2 separate regions of the Anser cygnoides genome follow, and region 2 is linked to region 1. A link is a contact called in public Hi-C data. All regions are on one chromosome and are shown on one strand. The core of a region is the stretch at or near the end of the contact, and the rest is flanking DNA. Distances in the headings are between cores, read along the strand shown.

Region 1 (4,843 bases), core at 704-3,203:
ACGAGGGCAAATGTAGAAGGATATGGAAAGTAAATGGAAGACAGGAGGGCATGCAACAGAGCGGGAATTGTAACATTAACAAATACAGTATGGTTTTATGGAAAAGATGTGGACTATCTGGAATGAGTGTGTGTGGTGTAATTACGAACTTGAAACGACTACATGCAAATAGGCAGGGAAAAAATGTCCTGAAAAAGAAATCCTACTAAAGGGCGCTCTTCCTGTAACATATTATTTAACTAAGGACAACATAAAGATTAAGGAATTCAGAAATTTTGTGCGTTTTGCTGAGAATAATGTCAGTAATATCACATATAGCATCTGAACTACAGCAAAATATGTGCACCGCCATCATGAAGACAGAAATACACTTATTCGGGTTTGCTAACTGCTTTAAAATCTAAATGCAAGTTACTTCAGCAGTTCACATGCCCTGTCTAGGTCCCGAGATGTAAGTGATCCACAGGCAGGGTTAAGGCACGGAGTGCTCCCAGTCCGCAGCTTTAGTTGTGCTGTCTCGCCAGCACAAGTTGTGTAACTGGTTTCCAAAAGCTTCCACGAGCAGAAATGAAAACTTCTGGAAGAAGGTACCTTTGAGTTGGGTAGACACAACTGTCTGATGGCAAATGAACAAGTTACCCAGCATTATAAGTCTAGAGCAGTCAAGTGCAAGCGTTTGTTACTAGAAAGCTCGGGTATTCAGGGGCAAACAGGTCGATCTTGCAAATTCTATACCATAACGTAAAGCCGTGACATCACGCTTAAATAAAGAAAGGCAAGAAGCTGCAGGACAGGCAGACTCTCAGCGTAAACACACGGAACAACTTCTCAGAGACAGCCAAACCCACTTGCGAGTCAAACCCGCATCATCGCGTTATCACGAAACGATACGCTCCCGGTCGCTATCACACGCCCGATACCGCACGGCCGTCCACCCCCATCAGCCAGCTTAGTCACGAAACTCTCAGATTTCTTCCAAAAACAACCTTTTCTCCCGCGAAATTGCGAAGAAGGGCTCAGCCACCTCGACCCCGGACAGCCGAGAAGTTAGAAGAAATCTCAACAGCAAACGCAAACTCGCTGTTTGAGCAGCCCCAAGCTCGGGGTGGGGGCAGAGCCCTCCGATCCCTGTTTGAGGGATCCCAGTCGCCCCTCCCCGAGGTTACTGCAGCACCCCAGGCCGCCCGGGGGCTGCCTGCCGCCAGAGCCAGCCCCTCGGTACGTGGGGAGTTAAGGGCCTCCGGGAAAACCGCCGGCCGTTCCCGTAAATCCAGCGGCGTTTTCCCTGAGTCAGGATAAATCCCGGAAACGGCACCGGGCGCCAGCCCCGTCCCCGCTGCCCCGCGCCTCCCGCTGCCTTCCCCCCTGAGGGAGAAAATGGCTCCCCCGGGGCAAGGCAAGCCCCCGGGCAGCGGCAGCCCAAAGCGGGCGGGGAGGAGCGGGGCCCCGAGGAGCGGCAGCACCGACACCGGCCGCGGACCCGGGGCACAGGGAGACCCCCCCCCGGACTCCCGGCCCCCACCCGTCCCTCAGCTCCGGGGCCGCCCGCAGCCGAGCCCCGCCGTGCCTTACCGTGCATAGCGAGCTGCGGGGCAGCGCCGCGCCGGGCATGGCTCCGCCGCCCGCTACGTCCCCATGGCAGGGTCCCGGCGATCAGAGAAGCGGCCCCAGCCCAGCCCAGCCCAGCCCAGCCCCGGGCGGAGCAGCGCGGAGCGAGCCCGGCCCGGCTCCCGCTTCCTGCCGCAGGCTGCGCTCGGCGGCAGCGAGGAGGACGGGCGGCGGAGGGCGGCCCCAGCACGGCCGCCCCGACCCCCGGGCCGCCCCCGGGGGCGGGCAGCCGGGGCTCGGCTCCCGGTTGGGGCTCGGCTCCCGGTTGGGGCTCCCGGGGCAGCCTTGGCTCTGAAGGCAGATCAGGCGAAGTTCAGCGCGGGCGGCGGAGGCGTCTGTGTGCCGCCGGGGTGCCCGGCAGCACGCGTGTTCCTTAAAAATCTGAACCGGTCGGTGGTGTCGTGTGACTGAGACGGCCGGAAAATACACGGAAAAGGAGGCTCGCTGTAATCTTAAAATTTCCTGATATAAAGCCGTTTCAGCCTTACTTAGTGCAAGTTCGTGTGGAGCTTCACCCTGCAGCTGTAAGGGAACTCTTTGCCCCTTAACTACATTGTAAGCACATAAGTACTTTTAAGAAATGCATTTATCAGCCCAGAGTAGCATATTTGGAGTGTATATGCCCTGTACCTTTTAATGTGAAGTATATGTCTTCCTGTACATTTCAGTGAAGCAGCTGCAGGGGCAGTGGGAAGTAATGTAATGATGCAGTGTAGGCAGTATTCTGGATGAGCTCTGCTTAATACGTGTTTCTAAAGGTAGTGTTTTAAATATAATGAAAAATAACGTACACAGTGAGGAATAAGTGGCTAAATGATAAAGAACTCTGTTTTATTTGCTGTTCCTAAAGCCTCACCCTCATGTTGCAGAGCCATTTCTGCTCCTGAGGTAACTTTTATTCTTTGTATATCTGCTCCTGCCCCTCGCCTGCTGAGGATGACCAGCGTTGGCCATTGCTACTTCAAGAGACAGGTGTCATGAACAGGAGGGACCACGAGTGGGACAGCTGCTGCACCCATTTACCAGGGACAGGGGACAGTCTGCCATGGGGAGGGTTTGTGACAGGGCACCGTCCTCCCATTTTCTGCAGTTATCTCTGTACTGCACTCAGAGGTCTTTCGATTGAGCTACTAAGCTTTGTTTTGGAAGAACATTCCCGTTTCACATGCAGAAGCCCCAGACATGCATAAAATCAACACTGGGCCTTCCTTGAATTGTTTCAGATGAAGCCAAACATCTCCACGCTCTTGTTTGTACTCCGGGCTTGCTTATCTGCTGTACAGAAGCCAGCAGCGGCACGTGCACGGCACAAGGTAACCAGAGCAGCGCAGCTTCATGGCTCCGCTCCCTTCAGCCTCGGGGCCGGCTCCGGCTGGTCCGCAGCAGCTTCCTGCAGGGCTGGAGATGGCCAGGCTGCCTTTCACCTGGCAGTGGCCACCTCCAGGGGTAGGGATGGAAGAGGTTTACCAAGTTTTGCCTGGCTCGTTCCCTTGCCTTGACCAAGAACAACACAACACCCGTTCCTAAAGGGAGAGATGGAACGAGGAGGGGGAAACCACAGCTCTCGCGGAGCGTTCACATTCACCTCAGACCATCACACGAGTGCATGAGGCATCGCTCTGCACGGCCCTTCGGCCTTCCAAAAAAGAAAAAAGCCACTTCACCAGAACAGCACGAGTGTCAGAGAAATTATTCCCCCCCCAAAGCAAATCTCCACACACAGGACTGGAGCGGGGCGGGGGGGGGAGCTCCCGGCGGGCCCCGCGCGCTTCCCGCCGCCGCCCCGTTGCCGTGGTACCGCGGCCCGGCCGCCATCATGGCGGAGCCCAGCGCGGCGGTGAGGGAGCCCCGGGCTTCCCCGGGCCGCCCGGTCCCCCGGCCCCGCCGCGCTGAGGCCCCGTGTGTCTGCTTCTCCGCAGGAGCGCCGCTGGCTGCAGGCTGCCGGGGACTTCGTCCGCCGAGCGCTCCCAACCCGACAGGAGCCGGGCGGCGCGGAGCCGCCGCCGTCACCAGAGCTGGACGCGGTGCTGCGGTGCCTGAGGAGAGCGGGCCGCGGGGAGCTGCCGCTCGGCTACAGGTGACGGGACGGGACCGGGGACGGGGCTGGGGACGGGGGACATGGGGGGGTGTCGGGCATGAGGAGGAGACACCGCCCACCAGGCTCCGGGTGCAGCCGGGGGGCGCGGAGCCGGGCTGGGGGTGCACCACAACCAGCACCACCGCTATGACCAGCAGCAGCAGCACCGTCACCACCAGCAGCGTCCCCAGCAGCACCACCACCACGACCAGCAGCAGCACCACCAGCAGCATCCCCAGCAGCACCACCACCACGACCAGCAGCAGCAGCAGCACCACCAGCAGCGTCCCCAGCAGCACCGCCACCACAACCAGCAGCAGCAGCAGCCAAAGCAGCGCTGCGCAGCCCGCCCCGGATGCTGGGGGTGGGAGGGCTGTTGTCGAAGACGGGTAACCGCACGCGTCCTCTTGGCTTCGACGTGCCCCCGATCGCTCTTGCGGTATGATTAAGCACCGTATCCGCTAGTCTGCGGTAGGGAGGGCGCGGAAGCGAAGTGGGGCATCTCGCTGAGAGCTGGATGGTGCGCAGCTGGATCCCGCTAGGCTGCACTGATATCTGTCAGTGTTAGCCCGCTGAGGTTTGTGAAGAGGGAATCTAGGATAGCGTGGTCCTTGTTTTAGTAGGTGGAAGCCTTTTGTATTTTTACCATCGTGAAAAGCATGCAGCTTGCTGAAAAGGGTCCACGTTGGATGGTCTGGATCACCTGGATCTATTTCTGCCGTCTCCAACTCATGATGGGGGAACATTTGTTAAAGCCCCTGGCTTGTGTGAGAGGCTACTGGGCTGCTTGTAAGCATATGGTGTCCACAGTTATCCTTTGAGTTCTGGAGCACCAGAGGAGGGTTCACTAGTTACTTGCATACGATAGCAAGGATCCAGCGTACTCCTTTAGTTTTGGTTTATCCAAAAAGCAATCAACACTCATAATGAAAACATGAACAGCACTGTATTCTGCTTGTAGACCATAGGCATCAGTATTAATCCCAATTTTGCTGTATCTCTGAGGATGCAGCAGTTTGCTTACATCCTTTTCAGCTAATCCTTTACAGTTGAGGTTCCTGCCAAATACACAAGTACCTACACACGTTTACCTCTTCTGATTATTTTTTTATACAAGTACTGTTTATAGCTTATGCAGACCCATCACTTGTCTAGACA
Region 2 (4,714 bases), core at 2,032-4,531, 170 kb after region 1:
TCCCAATGACTTTCAGATCCTAAGATCTGAGAAACATGCACCTAGACTTGTAAGTTACTAGATCCAAGCTCTAATCTCTCCAGTCTCACTAGAGAGGGCCCCAAAAAACTCATTTTGGTACACGAGTACCAGCACAATCGGGGTGTGCTTTTAGATGGAATCGATCTCATTTAATGGTACTCCTCTTAACCAATTAACCTGACAGAAGTACCAGCACAGGTAACTGGGCGAGAAAGGCACTTGTTAACATGGAGCACAGAACATCTTTAACAGCTTGCTACTTTCTTCTCATCTGAAGCACAATGGCACACGGCTTGGCTGATGTAAAAGATTGCTATCGCATGTCATGGCTGCGAAGTAACTCATTCATCTTAGAAGAGTGATGCCACTGCTCTTCATACAGGAAACAAACTTTGTTTGCACAAGATTTGTCAATCCTGTGCACGTAGCAGAATCAGTTTTGTGCTTACTCAGAGCATGACAACAGTGCTACAGTTGTCAAGTCACAACAAAGCACACTTTGGATACATGAAGTGCACATGTAAAAGCTGGAATTGTATTTTAACCATGGAGTTACGTTGCCATTATATAAGCGTGGCACTGCACAGTGTTGCTTCATCAGGGAGCTATGATCTTTACAAGCTTTACTACATTCTGAAAAAAGGGAAGCCCTACCGCTCAGTGGTTCAATCCAACATGTTTTCACTCGACTTTTCAGAACCACATTATGATCAATACCCTTCAGAATAGGAAAATATGTTCCTGAGGAACTTGACTTGGAGTCACAAATATAACAGAGATAAAGAATGCTAGCACAGGAAATAAGTTATAAAGGGACTCCAAATACTAGGATCGAGTAGTCCTTAAAGCTGAAGACAAGCATAACGTGTCTTCAGAGGCCCAAAAACTGTAACTCAACCTGTTATTAAACTCTTAGAGATATTAATGCTGTCAGATGCTGCACATACACACAGAGTTTATATACCCACTTTCCTAAAAACATCTGGTTTGTACACACAGCTAGGCACGCATCTCCAACAGGATTTTGGTATTCATGGACAATGTTCAGTGTTATGTTACTTAACAGAAAACAGAGTCAGCTGAAACGTTGTGCGGTGACACTCATTCACTACCCTTCAAAGTGGCATAGGTTTCACAGTAAGTATATATACACACACACACAAAAGTGTAATAATATATATATTTAAAAGTTCAGATGTAAACAGCCGTGATTCATGGAGGATCCCTTCACACCAAATGCTACTTATACTTCTCCCCAGGCATGTATCATTTACAAAGTTAATTTTAAGACCATCCTGGATCCAAACGGTTATTGTAACAACACAAGCACTCATACAAAAATTAAACAATTGACTTGTCCTTGCCAAATTCAGCATGACCCCACCCATGTCCTCCATGAGTATTTAACTTCTACCCTGTTTAGAATCCAAATTCAATCCATACATTACATTAACTCACGCCAAAACTGAAGATGACTGTGTATAATGCCACACACTTCGCACCAACCCGCTTTGCAAAGTAAAGGTGCATGCGAATAGAGCTCAATTCCAAGTCGCCCTGCTGACTAATTTGTCAGACTTCAATACCTGGAAGCCTGAGGTGTTGTTTGTTTTCTTAGTATGTTGAAATCATAACAAACAAACAACACACAGAAGTAGCTCTTTAATTCCTCCCCTTAAAGAAGCTGGAAGCACCCTCTACATTGACCCAAGAAGAGAAAGGGGAAAGGCCGGAGCAGCTCGGTCCGTGGTGTCCGCAGAACACTGCCGCTTAATTTTTGCCACCTTCTTCACGTGTTGTCTTCGGAATCGCAGCCTAAGGCTAACGCTCGGCTACAACAGTCGAGCCCGTGATGCACACAGCAGGCACGTGCCAGACACACACCACAACGCCACACACCTAACAGACACTTCAGTCCGTCCCCGCTCAGCTCTTGGGAACACTTACTGCTTTGAAAGCCAGGAACCAAAGGAGTAAAGCTCCCAGCACGCACCCACAACCTAATTCTGTCCTTACAGCTGTCAGACTCCTCCAGGCTCCAGCACCAGTTTTCTCTCCACTCTTAAAATCCTTCCAGGTGTTGATAACCTTATTCTGAAAGGCAGTAAACAATATCCAAGTACTACATGGGTTGCATCTATTCTCATGGTGCTTCACACACTTGATATGTTATTTTGAACATACCCGCCTTAAAGCCACGCTTGGAACACAAACAGTTTCCAAGTTTAGTTCCAGTTAAGTGATGAACGCATTTCCAGTTGTCAAACCTACTTCACTCCAAAAAGTACTTATCGTTATTATAGCACGATCATTATTATACCAGTAATTGTAAGTCAGAATTAAACTTCTAAATCCTTATAATAATACTAAGGACCATTTCTCCATATTTATTCCTTCTTGCTTGTTTGATTATTGCACACGTGTGCCAAGTAACACCCTGCGGTTTGTTAAAGTGCCGTATAACGTAATCAACGTAAGCAACATTGCTCCAACGCACTGGATATGGAGGAGAAAAAGAAACTAAAGTCATGTTTCCAAACCAAGCTTTTACATCACCTACTTCTGACTGCTTAACGTGCAATCGTTATGCTACTTTTGCTTAATGTTTTTAATAATCGCATCTGCATGCGATATAATAGAAAAGCTAAGCTATTATGTGAAAAGTAAAAATAAAGACACGCAATTTTCTAGGTACTTACGGCCAGTGACCCAACGCATCCTTCTGCCTTACCCGCGTCTCCGTAAGGCCTCTGCTACTGCCAAATCCGACTGAAATCGGCCAGAATTTTTAATTCTGACACGGCTCGGGGTGTGCCCACAAGCCTCCTTCCCTCAGGACCCCAGCCGAAGGTACACCCGAGGGGAACGGCCGGTTTCCAAGGGCCGTGCCGTGAATAAACCCCGGACACAACCGGGCCCCGGTCGTTCCCCCCTCACGGACAAAGGGGCCCGGTTGGGGGGGGGGGGGGGGCACCCGCCGTCGCCATGGCAACAGGCCGAAGCCCGGCGCGCGCCCTCCAACCGTCGCCTCCCTCAGGGCAACGGTCGGGGGGGGGCATAACGGCGACCCTCTTCCCCTCCCCTCCCCCTCCCCTCCCCTCCCCTCCCCCTCCCCTCCCCTCCCTTCCCTCACCGGCGGGCTGGGCGGGCTGGGCGGCGGCGCCCCCACGGCGGGCACCATTCTCCGTGCGGGCACCCCGCGCCGCCGCCGCTGCCTCCTCTCCGCTCCGCTCCCCTGCCGCGCACCCGAACCTGCTGCCCGCACGCGCGGCCCGCCGCAGCCAATCCGGCGGCGCGGGTCTAGCCGCCGCGGCCAATCAAAGAGCGGTGGGCGGGGGAAGGCGTCGCTCGCTGGGAGTGGGAGGGGCGGAGGCGGCGCGGGGCCAATCGGCGGGCGGAGGGGTCGAGGCTGGCGGCGCGTGCCGTCAACAAGTTAAGGTGGCCGAAACAGGAACTGCCGCAGATCGGCACCCCGGCCGGCCAATGAGAGAGCGGGGGAGGGCGGAAGCTCTTAAAGGGGAAGCAGCTGTCGGGAGGCCCCGCCCCGGCGGGCGGCCGTTACGGGCCCCACAGGGCCCTGAGGGGGGCTCGGGACCACAGCTGGCTCCGAGCGCTTCCACAGCCGGTGGGCTGGCAAAGTTAAAATAAAATTTTGTTTTCTTCTCCCATTTAAAACGTTGTGTTCACAGAATACCTACGTGACAGAGATAAAGAAATAAATAAAAGTAAATAAAAATAATAAATAAAATAAAAAAAATAAATGTTGTTTCTGTCACTAAACACCAGCCTCTGCCTCCTTACCCTTCCCCACTGCCCCCTGCAATTAGCACTCCTAATTAGCTGCCCTACACACCCATCACTTACCCTTTATATGTTACATCCTTACCTTGCTTTTTTTTAAAACAAGGATTTTCCCTAAAAATGCAGCCCTCGTCCAAACCAGGAAAAACGAGCTTACTTTTTGCTACCCCGTAGTGCCCTGGAGTGCTCCATGAAATCCTCACATCATCAGTGCAGTGCATTCTGCGCTTGATGTACAGTTACAAGAAGCCAGCAAAAAGTCGCAGGTGAAATCACATGCAGCAGGAAATTAGTTAGGATCAGCAGTCCGTTAACATCTGTTAGTTAAAACAATAGATTTTTGCACAAATATTCAGGAAGTTGCACATGGGGTAGGATGAGATGATTTGCTGTTATGGTGATGGATGAAAATAAAACATCTGGACTACATGGGTTGAAAACATTTGGAGAACGAGAAAGTATTAGTGCAAGGAACAGATTACAATACTCTACCAATGGCTCACCCTGAGGAGCTCCAGCAAAGCCTTTCTGTATGTTATGCCCATTACTAGCATTTTTGTAAAGGAAGCCTTACCAAACCATACTTGATTACTTGAAAAAGAGTAGATCAACCCATGGGCAATGGAAATTTGTTTGGTGGATATCCAAAGGGACTACAAATGAACCCTAAAGTAAGAGATGCCTGTCCAAACACTTAAATAATCAGAGCTACATCAGAGGATAGTATCCTCACAGGGCTAGAATCTGATGAAAAGGCAGAAATGAGAACGTATGGAATAGGAGATGAGTTTTCATGTCAGTGGGAAGCCAACAGTGGAGTCCCACAAAAGTCTATGTTGGGGGTCCATCTTTCCTCAACACTACTGTACTGCAAAAAGGGAGTAGAGTGAGG

Evidence for each region. A called contact is a pair of places that touch in the nucleus more often than the background predicts.
Region 2: a Hi-C map of liver shows a contact between it and region 1, with 10 times the contacts expected there. The contact joins the promoter of USF3 here to the promoter of TNFRSF1A in region 1. A contact is called at or near these places in 2 of 7 Hi-C or Micro-C datasets (both in liver).

Annotation. Positions count from the first base shown.
Region 1 is chr1:100,465,910-100,470,752 of Taihu_goose_T2T_genome, forward strand. It overlaps TNFRSF1A (TNF receptor superfamily member 1A), which reads right to left and starts at 1,954. Exons shown (of 10, transcript XM_048047600.2): 1 at 1,573-1,954. The coding sequence starts at 1,611. CTC1 (CST telomere replication complex component 1) reads left to right here and starts at 2,385. Exons shown (of 24, transcript XM_048047593.2): 1 at 2,385-2,921; 2 at 3,528-3,685. The coding sequence starts at 2,832.
Region 2 is chr1:100,635,705-100,640,418 of Taihu_goose_T2T_genome, forward strand. USF3 (upstream transcription factor family member 3) reads right to left here and starts at 3,282. Exons shown (of 8, transcript XM_048047623.2): 1 at 3,155-3,282. NAA50 (N-alpha-acetyltransferase 50, NatE catalytic subunit) reads right to left here. Exons shown (of 8, transcript XM_048047635.2): 5 at 3,155-4,714.